Regions from separate parts of the Oryctolagus cuniculus genome. Here region 1 is linked to region 2. A link is a contact called in public Micro-C data. All regions are on one chromosome and are shown on one strand. The core of a region is the stretch at or near the end of the contact, and the rest is flanking DNA. Distances in the headings are between cores, read along the strand shown. Region 1 holds the start of SIK3 (SIK family kinase 3). Region 2 holds the start of ZPR1 (ZPR1 zinc finger).

What was found. Hi-C and Micro-C count contacts between places; a contact is called where the count stands out from the background.
Region 1: a Micro-C map of ear pinna shows a contact between it and region 2, with 4 times the contacts expected there. The contact joins the promoter of SIK3 here to the promoter of ZPR1 in region 2. A contact is called at or near these places in 3 of 6 Hi-C or Micro-C datasets (ear pinna, psoas muscle and an unstated tissue).

What each region holds. Positions count from the first base shown.
Region 1 is chr1:109,030,439-109,035,830 of mOryCun1.1, reverse strand. It overlaps SIK3 (SIK family kinase 3), which reads left to right and starts at 3,277. Exons shown (of 23, transcript XM_070078639.1): 1 at 3,277-3,572. The coding sequence starts at 3,300.
Region 2 is chr1:108,744,541-108,749,458 of mOryCun1.1, reverse strand. It overlaps ZPR1 (ZPR1 zinc finger), which reads left to right and starts at 2,039. Exons shown (of 14, transcript NM_001171408.1): 1 at 2,039-2,218; 2 at 2,367-2,528; 3 at 3,220-3,310; 4 at 3,626-3,696; 5 at 4,242-4,328; 6 at 4,427-4,549; 7 at 4,902-4,918. The coding sequence starts at 2,039. The region is part of intron 1 of BUD13 (BUD13 homolog); the gene reads left to right. It overlaps APOA5 (apolipoprotein A5), which reads left to right. Exons shown (of 3, transcript NM_001171409.1): 3 at 1-75. The coding sequence ends at 75.

The DNA of each region.
Region 1 (5,392 bases), core at 2,028-4,527, 290 kb before region 2:
GTTGGTTCAAGTCCTGGCTGCTCTATTTCCCATACAGCTCCTTGCTAATGCATGTAGGAAAACAGCAGAAGATGGCCTGAGTGCTTGAGTCCCTGTACCCTTGTGAGACACTGTGATGGAGTTCCAGGCTCCACCCAATGCTGGCCGTTGCAACCATTTGGGGAGTGATCCAGAGAATGGAAGATATCTTTCCCTCTCTCTCTGTGTAACTCTGCCTTTCAAATAAATAAATATATATAATATTTAAAAATTATATAACCTACCTCATAGAGTTGTGGTAAGGATTTAAGTGAGTTCAGATATGGAAACTGTTTAGCATAGTGCCTGAGAAATTGCTATTGTTATTGAATATGAGCTCTTCTTCTCAAACCTAATTTAAATTGTGGTACTCAATAAATCTTTATTAAATATATATATATATCTAGGGGCAGACATTTGGCCTAGCAGTTAAGACACTGGATTAAGATGCCCATATTCCATATTGGAGTGGCTGAGTTCCATTCCTGGCGCTGGCTCCTGCTTCCTGCTAATGCAGACCTGCCCCACCTGGGGAACCAATAGACGGGAGCTGTCTGTCTCTGTCTCTCAAATAAATGTACAAACATCAAATCTATACATCTGAACTATTTTCCTTTCTTCCCCAATCATCTCTGATTAGTCTCCTTCTCAATTTTCTATATTCTTTCCACCCAAGGAGACTCTTCGGGGAGCTCTCCAGCAGGCACACAACTTGGACGTACCATCTACTAGCCTGAATGCATGCAGCCAGGGAGCATAAATGGTATAATGCACAGCACATGGTATGCACTCCGGTCAAGATCAGGGGACAAGGGTGATTTGCCTCTTCTCTTTGGAACTTGGACCAGTGCTCCATTTTCTAGGTCCTCCTTATCGTTTTGTTTTTTGATGAAAGAGAGGCACACGTTGTCGTACTTGTCATTCAACTGTCTGTGAGTGGAGGAATGCTCTGTGAGTGCAAAGTCACTTGGGAGCAGGGCTTCAGTTCTGCAGCCTCCAGAGTGAAAGATAAGGTTGCTGTTGTTGAGTCCCCCCCCCCACCCCACCGAAACAGTGAGAAAGTAAAATGTAGCCGGCGCCGTGGCTCACTAGGCTAATCCTCTGCCTGCGGCGCCGGTACACCGGGTTCTAGTCCCGGTCGGGGTGCCGGATTCTGTCTCGGTTGCTCCTTTTCCAGTCCAGCTCTCTGCTGTGGCCCGGGAAGGCAGTGGAGGATGGCCCAAGTGCTTGGGTCCTGCACCCCATGGGAGACCAGGAGAAGCACCTGGCTCCTGGCTTTGGATCAGCGCATCGCGCCAGCTGTAGCGGCCATTTGGGGGGTGAATCAATGGAAGGAAGACCCTTCTCTCTGTCTCTCTCTCTCACTGTCTAAATCTGCCTGTCAAAAAAACAAATAAATGAATAAAAAATAAAGGTAAAACAGGCCTGGGATGCCAAAGCTGTAGTCCCTGAGAGAGGCAGGTAAGGCCCAGAAAGTGTAGGAGTGGCTGGCCACACCCCATTTATCTGGTGTTGAATGTGTTCAGCTGATGATCAGTGCAGGAAGTCGAGGTCCTCTTCAACCTTATCCTTATTTGTTAGTGAAGAAGCCAATTAGGAGCTGGTGACTGACACTGGCATCCCATATGGGCACCAGTTCGAGTCCTGGCTGTTCCACTTCTGATCCAGCTCCCTGCTAGTGTGCCTGGGAAAACAGCAGCAGATAACTCAATTGCCTGGGCCCTTGCACCCACGTGGGAGACCTGGAAGAAGCCCTGGCTCTTGTGGCCATTTGGGGAGTGAACCAGTGGATGGAAGATCTCTCTCTGTCTCTCTTTTCTCTGTAACTCTGCCTTTCACATACAATCAATATATCTTTTAAATAAGGTAATTAGTGTTAACTGTGCTGGCAATTTGGAACAGCCACCACTTCTGTCCCACCCTAGTCTCAAAGTCAGATGGGGAATCAAAGCACCAGGAAATGTTCCCTGGTTGCAGAGTATACACACCTGTGCTCCCTCTCACACATATGCAACCCTGTAGGTTTTGGTTTTTAACATTGTACATGCAGTGACCTGACAGTATGGTTCCAGGGTTGCAAAAGACAGTGCAATGGATCAGTATAGAGTGCAGGAATCACATTTCAACAATCCTCCCTCCACCTCCTTAGCCTGCGGGAACACCGTCTTCATATTGACCGCCCACTTCCCCTCCCCTTCACTCCCACCTTAAGCAGCTAAGTGTATCTACTTAAGAAAGGGGGGGGGGGGGAGGAGCAGCCTGGGAGCCAGCGGAGGCTGTGGAATGTCAGAGGGAAGAAGGGATAGGAGTTTTATTGCTGAAGTTACAGAGCCGATCACCTTTAATGTCCTTGGAGAGTTACTAGTATGGATGGAATTTTAAATTCTATTATTTACTTACGTGTTTTGCCCAACAGACCGTGCTAGTCTTTAAAGATGACGTGGCTTACCAGACAATGCACCACTGCTTCGTCAGGGTTAACAAGAGCGTGCAGACACTGACAGACACGTAGCTATAGAACTGTTCAGGGATGGGGGTGGTAGGAAGGAAAATGACGTACACCCTCCCTGGCCCTCACCCACCCCGGGACTGGAGTGCGTATTTGGGCTGATTTCTCCGCCCTTGAAAACGCAAATCCTGGTTTCCCTCTATATTTAGTGATAACGCGATTGATCGCACAGGGCGAGCTGGATTTTGTAAGAGGAAGGAATTTTACCAAACAACTCCCCTGCCTTGCTACCAACTTGGTTACAGTTGCTTAAATACCCTCGCTATTCCTGCCTTTGTGGCCTCAGGGGCTAAAGTGGGACAAGGCTGGTATTTTTGGTGATGAGGAAGTACTTTTGCTTTAAGGGAGGTTGGTGGCGGTTGAACTGGGACAGAGGTCACCGTCGGGGTCACATTGGCCCTTCCAGGCCCGGCGGGACTTGGCTGCGGGTCGGGCGTCAGGCTCCCGCAGGCGGGCAGCGCTGCGGAAAGCCTCCAGATTGAGGTTCCCTCTGCCTGCTCCCCGGAGGGGGGCACCCTGGAGCCGGCACCCAAGGAACCCGGGCCCAGGCGGGAAGGTCGAGCTCCCCGGTGAGGTCACGGTTGCCATGGCTCTGGGCAGTGACGCGCGTCGGCACGTGACGAGCGGTTGCCATGGCGCCGGGCGCCCGGCGCGCGGGCGCTCCGCCTCCCGGAGTGACGTCCGTCGGGCCCCCCTCCTTTTCCCGCCCCCCCCGTGCCCCCTCCCCCCCAGCCGGCTCCCCGCGGCCCCGGAGGTTTCACTGCACAACAAGATGGCGGCGGCGGCGGCGAGCGGAGCTGGCGGGGCTGCCGGGGCCGGAGCGGGGGGAGCCGGGCCGGCGGGCCGCCTGCTGCCTCCGCCTGCCCCGGGGCCCCCGGCTGCCCCCGCCGCTGTGCCCCCGTCGGCCGGCCCGCCGCGTCCCTCAGCCCCGGCCTCCCGCGGGCCGATGCCCGCTCGCATCGGCTACTACGAGATCGACCGCACCATCGGCAAGGGCAACTTCGCCGTGGTCAAGCGGGCCACGCACCTCGTCACCAAGGCCAAGGTACCGGCGCCGCGGGATCGGGCGGCTGAGGGGCGGCGCGGCCCGGGACGATCGGGGCGACCCGCGACCCCCCGGCTGAGCGGCGGGCGCCGCGAGCTGGGCTCGGCGTGTCGGGGAGCGTTGGGGAGCCGGGGCACGGCTCGGGGCTGCGTGAGGCGGTGGGAAACACGGGCTCCCGAGAGAGGGGCTGAGGGGCAGGCGTGGGGAGGGTCGGCCGGGCGCTGTAGGGGGCGGTGGGCGGCTGGCTGGAAAGAAGGGGCTGGAACTCTCCGGGGCCGGGCGACTGGAAGCCCAGAGGAGTGTGGAACCAGCGGTTAGGAAATCCTGGGGAGTGAGAGCAGGGGCGTGTGAAGTGTGGCCAGGAGGATGGGGAAGACGGGGGCCGGACTGGCAGACCGGCTCGGAGGAGAGCGAGGCCGGCCGCGTAGCGGTGCAGGGTCCAGGGCGCGACGCGGAGCCTGGCACCTGGTGCCAGAGGTGGGAGCGCGCGTTGGCTCCTCCGAGGCTGCAGAGAGGGGGCCCGTGGGGGCCTTTGGGGGGACACGGCTGTTGCAAGGAGCCGTGCAGAAAATGGGGCCAGGAGGACAATTGTTTTCTTGTCCCTAGGAAGGGGTCCGGGGAGAGCGACCCGAGGGGAAGGGGGAGGCGGGCAGGTCTCCGGTGGCCCTGGGAAATCAGGGGTTAAACCATTGGGGAGCGCTGGGTTGCTGGTTATTTTTAGTTGTTGGAGGGTCGGGAGCTGTGGGCTTTGTAGAACCTAGGGTGGGCTTTCAGTGGCTTGGGAAAGCTTGCGACTGAGGAACTAGTCGCGGGAGGATCCCATTCCGTGGGCCCTTAGGTTCCCCAGGGATTCTTGGAGCCGGAGTGGTGAAATTGGCCAAGGTCAGTTAGGAAGCCATGTATGTATACATGAGAAATTGCGTGTTTGATGGAAACACTGCCAGTACTTTCTTCATTGGTAGTGTTGACATCAGGAGGCATCTTTCGGTTTTGGTGGAACCCACAAAGCCCATCTTAGCTGCACCTTTTCTTTGCTCGGTATCGCACTTGAATGAATACTTTTCATGTAGTCATTCATATATTGAAAACTGCAGTTGTGTTTTCCCTCAACCTGACGGCTGAAGGAGCCGATGGCTGCTGCTGTTTCCTACCAAAGCCACATCAGTTCCCCTCAGCCCAGCCTCTGGTTATCACGACCTGCCTTGTTATTTTGGCTTTTATGGCAATCACTTGTTTTCAGAGGCCAGTGACTTATTTAGGCCTTCTCTCCTGCTCTCTTGCAACCTTGAAGTTCCTTCCCCCCCCCCCTTCTGTCAAAGACTACAAGGGGCCTTTCTTACCAGGGTGGCAGGGAGGGTGGCTGTGGCACATTGATTGGTCAGTTTCACTTCCTCTGGAGGGCCCCTTCAGTTTTTTTTTTTTTCTTCTGGAGGGTGGGGGTCAGTTTTTATCAGAAGGCCTCTAGTTTGCAGGTCAGAGCTGAATGAGATATACCAAAGTCCAGGGATCCCTGACCACCCTGGAGGGGAGCAGACTCCCAAGATGAGTGGATCTCTTCACCCCCCACTGTTGCCAGTCCCATTTACTGTTAGCCAAGCCAAACTTCTATTTACAAACAGTGTGCCTTGTTCCTTGTTTTGATATTTTCCCCACCCCCTCCACTAAGCAATCACATTGTGCTCCTGTGATTATTTTGCTCTGACCTCTGGGGGATGGACTCCGTGAACTTAATTGGTTGTGTGGCTTATGGTCTCTGTGATTTAAAGAATTTTGAATCTTCTAGCCCTTGGATACATCAAAATATTGATTAAAAAATCTAT
Region 2 (4,918 bases), core at 790-3,289:
CGTCTGGATGACCTGTGGGAAGACATCACTTACAGCCTCCATGACCAGGGCCATGGCCATCTGGGGGAGCCCTGAGGGTCTGCTTGCCCAGGCCCACTCCGCAACTCTTGTCTGGAGAAGCATGGATCTGAGCCTCTGGCAGGGTGCAGTCGTTGAAAGAGGCCTGCTGGGTGGAGGGCGGAGGGTCCTACAGGACAGCTGAGGCGGCTGAAGGGGCTGCTGTGCGGGCGTATCCGGCCCCCTGCGGCTCTCCCATCTGGACGCATTACACTCAGCAGGCACTGTAAACCCAGCTTCCCGTGCTCATTTGGCAATCTTCAGAGTTGCTCCAATCAGGGCTGGAGGGAATGGGGAGGGACAGCCGCCCTACGCCCTACGCCTGCAGGTCACTATCGGCCGGCGCCTGTAGCTTGTGCCGCCACTAGGGGTACATCCTGCAGTTGAGCTCCAATCACTTGTGGCCACCTAGCGGCCAGAGGGGCAGTTGGTCCCTGCCGAGGCAGGATACAGGAGGGGACCAGGAGGGAGGATGGAGGACACCCCCAGAGGGAGAGTACGGGAGGGTCCTGTGTATGTTTCTCTGCTGGCTCCAGTGCCACTGAGAATGAATGGCAGAGGCAGTGACGGGAGTCGGCAGAGCCCATATTTCTATACTGGGCTCTGCACATAATAAGGGACTGAGCCTTCCAACGTGGGGGAGGCTACTTACAACGCCCTGGGGATGTGCTCACCCATCCCGGGCCACTCTCTCCTGACTCCCAGGCTGAAGCCTGGCTGTCTGGCTCCACTGAAATAGATGCTTATCATGGAAGCTTGCTGGCCTGCTGTGACTCTCATTTGGACATATACAGTCTGCAAAGCACACCCGTGCCCCACTGCAACCCCTTGTGCCTCTTCTCATCAGCCCCTCCCAGGGGCTCTGCTTTACGGCTTCTGGCTACACCACAGCTGTCTGTCGCGGCTGGTAGGGTGGACCCGGCTTGCAGGCTTTCTCTGCACTGGTCCTATTCAACAGGTTGCTTGCCACAGGACTGTGTGGGTGGAACACAGCCTGTCACTGCAGGAGAGTATGGCCTTGGTGGCACTGAGGTGCCTGCCTCTTTTGTCCCTGATGTTCTACACTCTGATGGCCTCTTTTTCTTGGGATCCCCCAAACTCTTAGCCCCTCACCCTCATACATACTCACTCAGGGTCACCAAAAGCCTTCCTGGACCCCCTGGGAACCGGGGGGTGAGGTGGGGCAAAGAGGAAAGGACAAACGGACCCCTTTCCCTCCGGCTGTCCCTGGAAGCACCCTTTCCCGCCCCTCCCACCACAAGACCCCCCACGAATCTGAGCGCATCACCTGGTCTTCCCTGACACTCTACATTTAGCCACTCTTAGCCACAAAGTTGTGGTCTGTGGCCCCAGCACAAGGAGAGGAAGTGGTAGAAAGAAAAGTGTGCCACGTTGGAAAGGAGGTGGTGGGGCTGTGGTCAGGAAGCCTGGAGGGTGAGTCAGCTGGGGGGGTGGGAGGGAGATGTGAGGGCGGCAAAAACGGGGGCTGCGTGCGCGCTGGAGGCTGGAAGTTGGGGAGGTGCTTAAGAAGGCAGAATGGGGAGTGGGACGCACACAAAGGGAGAGAGGGACCGAGGGGCTGAGAAGAAGCTGGGCCACCCCGAGAGGGGACCTGCAGCGCAGCTCCGTGGAGGATACCCAGGGAGGGACAAGCTAGGTCCCTCTGTCCTGGAGCTCCAATGTTTAGACCTAAGGGCTGAGAGAATTTTGTGAGATGCGGTGGAGCTATTGCCAAGAGCGGAAAAAAAAATGCCCCTGCGTCTAGAAAACACGTCCTGCAGGAAATCACGGCTGAACTGCGGCGGACCCAGCGGGCTGTGGCGGTCCACGCAACCCGGGTAAACCGGGAGCCCTCGTCTCCGACTGCCCGGCGAGTACTTTAAAAAGGGGCGAGGGCGGCGGCCGGCGGAAGTGCCGGGTAAAGGGGTGGGGCCGCGAGCGCGCCGGAAGCCGGAAGCCGAGGCTGGAGCTGCGCGTGGTGATGTCGGCCAGCGGGGCTGTGGAGCCCGGGCCCCCGGGGGCCGCGGCCGTCCCGGCTGCCCCCTCGCCCACCGCGGCCGGGCCTCCTGCCGCGGGGCACCTGTTCCGGCCCATCAACGCCGAGGACGAGGAGCAGCAGCCCACCGAGATCGAGTCGCTGTGCATGAACTGTTACCGCAACGTGAGACGGGGGCTCGGCGGCGGGAGGGCAGGGCTGGAGCGGGCGGGGGCCGGAGGTGTGTCCCGCCGGGCTGGCTCGGGGTCCGATCCATAAGGCGGGGAACCGGGGTTCCATTTGGTTCTTTCCTTCTTCCTCTGTGCTGCCGTAGGGCATGACGCGGCTGCTGCTCACCAAGATCCCCTTCTTCAGAGAAATCATCGTGAGCTCCTTCTCCTGCGAGCACTGTGGCTGGGACAACACGGAGATCCAGTCGGCAGGCAGGATCCAGGACCAGGGAGTGCGTTATGCCTTGACCGTCAGATCTTCGGAGGTGAGGGCATCCCAGCGCAGTGCCCCAGCGTATCAGGGCCTGAGGTCCGATCTGTGCGGTCAGACCAGGAATAAATTCCCACGGGTCTCCAAGCCTCGGTTTCCCCTTTTGGTGCCATCAGCTGCTCGGGTGAGATAGGATTTATAAACACGGCCTGTGGATTTTGTAGGAGCGTGAACTAAGCGAATGCTCTTCTCGCCCTTTGGGTAGCGTGTTCACGCCACTGGAGTGGAGAGAGGTGCTGCTGCTGGCTGGGCTGGTTCTTTCCCCAGGAGAAGCTGTGCTCCTTTTTTTTTTTTTTTTTTTTTTTGACAGGCAGAGTGGATAGTGAGAGAGAGAGAGACAGAGAGAAAGGTCTTCCTTTGCTGTTGGTTCACCCTCCAATGGCCGCCACGGCTGGCACGCTGCGGCTGGCGCACCGCGCTGATCCGAAGCCAGGAGCCAGGTGCTTCTCCTGGTCTCCCATGCGGGTGCAGGGCCCAAGGACTTGGGCCATCCTCCACTGCACTCCCTGGCCACAGCAGAGAGCTGGCCTGGAAGAGGGGCAACCGGGACAGAATCCGGCGCCCCGACCGGGACTAGAACCCAGGGTGCCGGAGCCGCAAGGTGGAGGATTAGCCTAGTGAGCCGCGGCGCTGGCCGAAGCTGTGCTCCTGATCTCTCCGCACTGAAGGTTTCCCCTTCTGTCCAGGACATGAACAGAGAAGTGGTGAAGACTGACTCTGCCACCACAAGGATCCCTGAGCTGGATTTTGAAATCCCTGCCTTCAGCCAGAAGGGAGGTGAGCTTAACGTCATTGAGGTATTCGGGCTGTTCATAGGTAGCTGGAGTCTTCTTGCTTTCTCGCATGGTCCCGCAAGGTATCAGGCCTAGTCGCTTGTGTATGTGTTTGGCCATGTGGTCATTGCGATCTTCATTGGTACAACAGTGGCTTGATATAGTACAGAGGGATAGTGAGGCAGTGGTGTCCTTATCATAGAATTTTAGCATCTCTGCTGTCAGAGCTGATGGCTTCCTGTTGTAGAGTGACCCAGGGTGGCATAGGCACTTGGGGGCGGAGCTTAAGACTCACTGACCTTTCCTTTCTGCTCATAAGCTCTGACCACTGTTGAAGGACTGATCAACCGTGCTATCTCTGGCCTCGAGCAGGACCAGCCCACACGAAGGGTGAGCTGGGGTTTTCTGGCTGCAGCAACTCAAGGGATAATTGCATATGTGGGTCTGGTAGAGCGTCAGCTTCCCAGGGGGCTCAATGGTGTCTCACTGACTGTCAGAGTACTTTGCGGGGAGCATGTGTGGTCCTGCAGTGGCCAGGGTGCTATATTTCCTTTCTCCTCCCTCCCCCAGTGTATGCTCAGGCCTCATCCTGGACAACTTAACAATGCCTCTGAATCCTGATCCCCTTCTGGTTCTCTGTGCTTTCTAAATGTCCCTTTGTATTTTATACTTAGCATCAGAGAAATAACATAACTGTGCATTTGGTCATCTGGCTGCAGCTGAGTCGGGAGCCCCATCAGAGGTCTGTTCTGTCCCTTACCCGGCATGAAGGTGGCCTGGGCCACATAAATAAAAGATACCCTGGCACCACCCATCAACTTCAGGCTCGTTTTTGACATCTCATTGCTCAGTTCCCATTCACACTAAGACAGGTGTCAGTCTCTTGGTGGACATGGCATGACAGGGCTGACGCTTTTACTTTCTGTTTATGGTAGGCGAATGAAGATGCCATAGCTGAAAGAATTGATGAGTTCATCGTCAGACTGAAAGAACTAAAACTAATGGACTCTCCTTTCACTCTGGTGAGTATTGTGGGGTTATAGTTGCTCAGGACAGACCATTCAAACTGCCTGGGACTGTGAGCATTGTATATGAGTTCTTGTTGCAATTACTCTGTTAGATCATCGATGATCCTTCAGGGAACAGCTTTGTGGAAAACCCACATGCCCCTCAGAAAGATGATGCCCTGGTGATCACACACTACAGCCGCACCCCAGAGCAGGAGCAGATGCTGGGGCTCCAGGTAAGTAGACTGAAGGAGCAAGAAGAATAGTCTGGAGATATCTTGCACGCTGGATTGCTTGTGGTCAGCAGAAGCTCTCTTTGCTGCTGATGCCCTGTGACGCTACCTCAGCTTGTCTGTGCCTCTCATCTAACTCATGTCCAGGACTTGGTGTAAACTTCACAGAAAGGAAGCAGTGACTGTGGGCCCATTTTGAGCCCTGTTCTTCCCCGGCTTGGGGCTTCACTTGCTGGATTCCTTCCCCCATGAGGTGGCACCTGACATAACCGCAGTGTTTCTCCCAGTCCAGGGCAGGGTGTCGGGTGAGCTGAGGTCCCCCTGCCAACTTGTGATCTGTATCTCTGCTGTTTAGGCAGAAGCGCCAGAGGA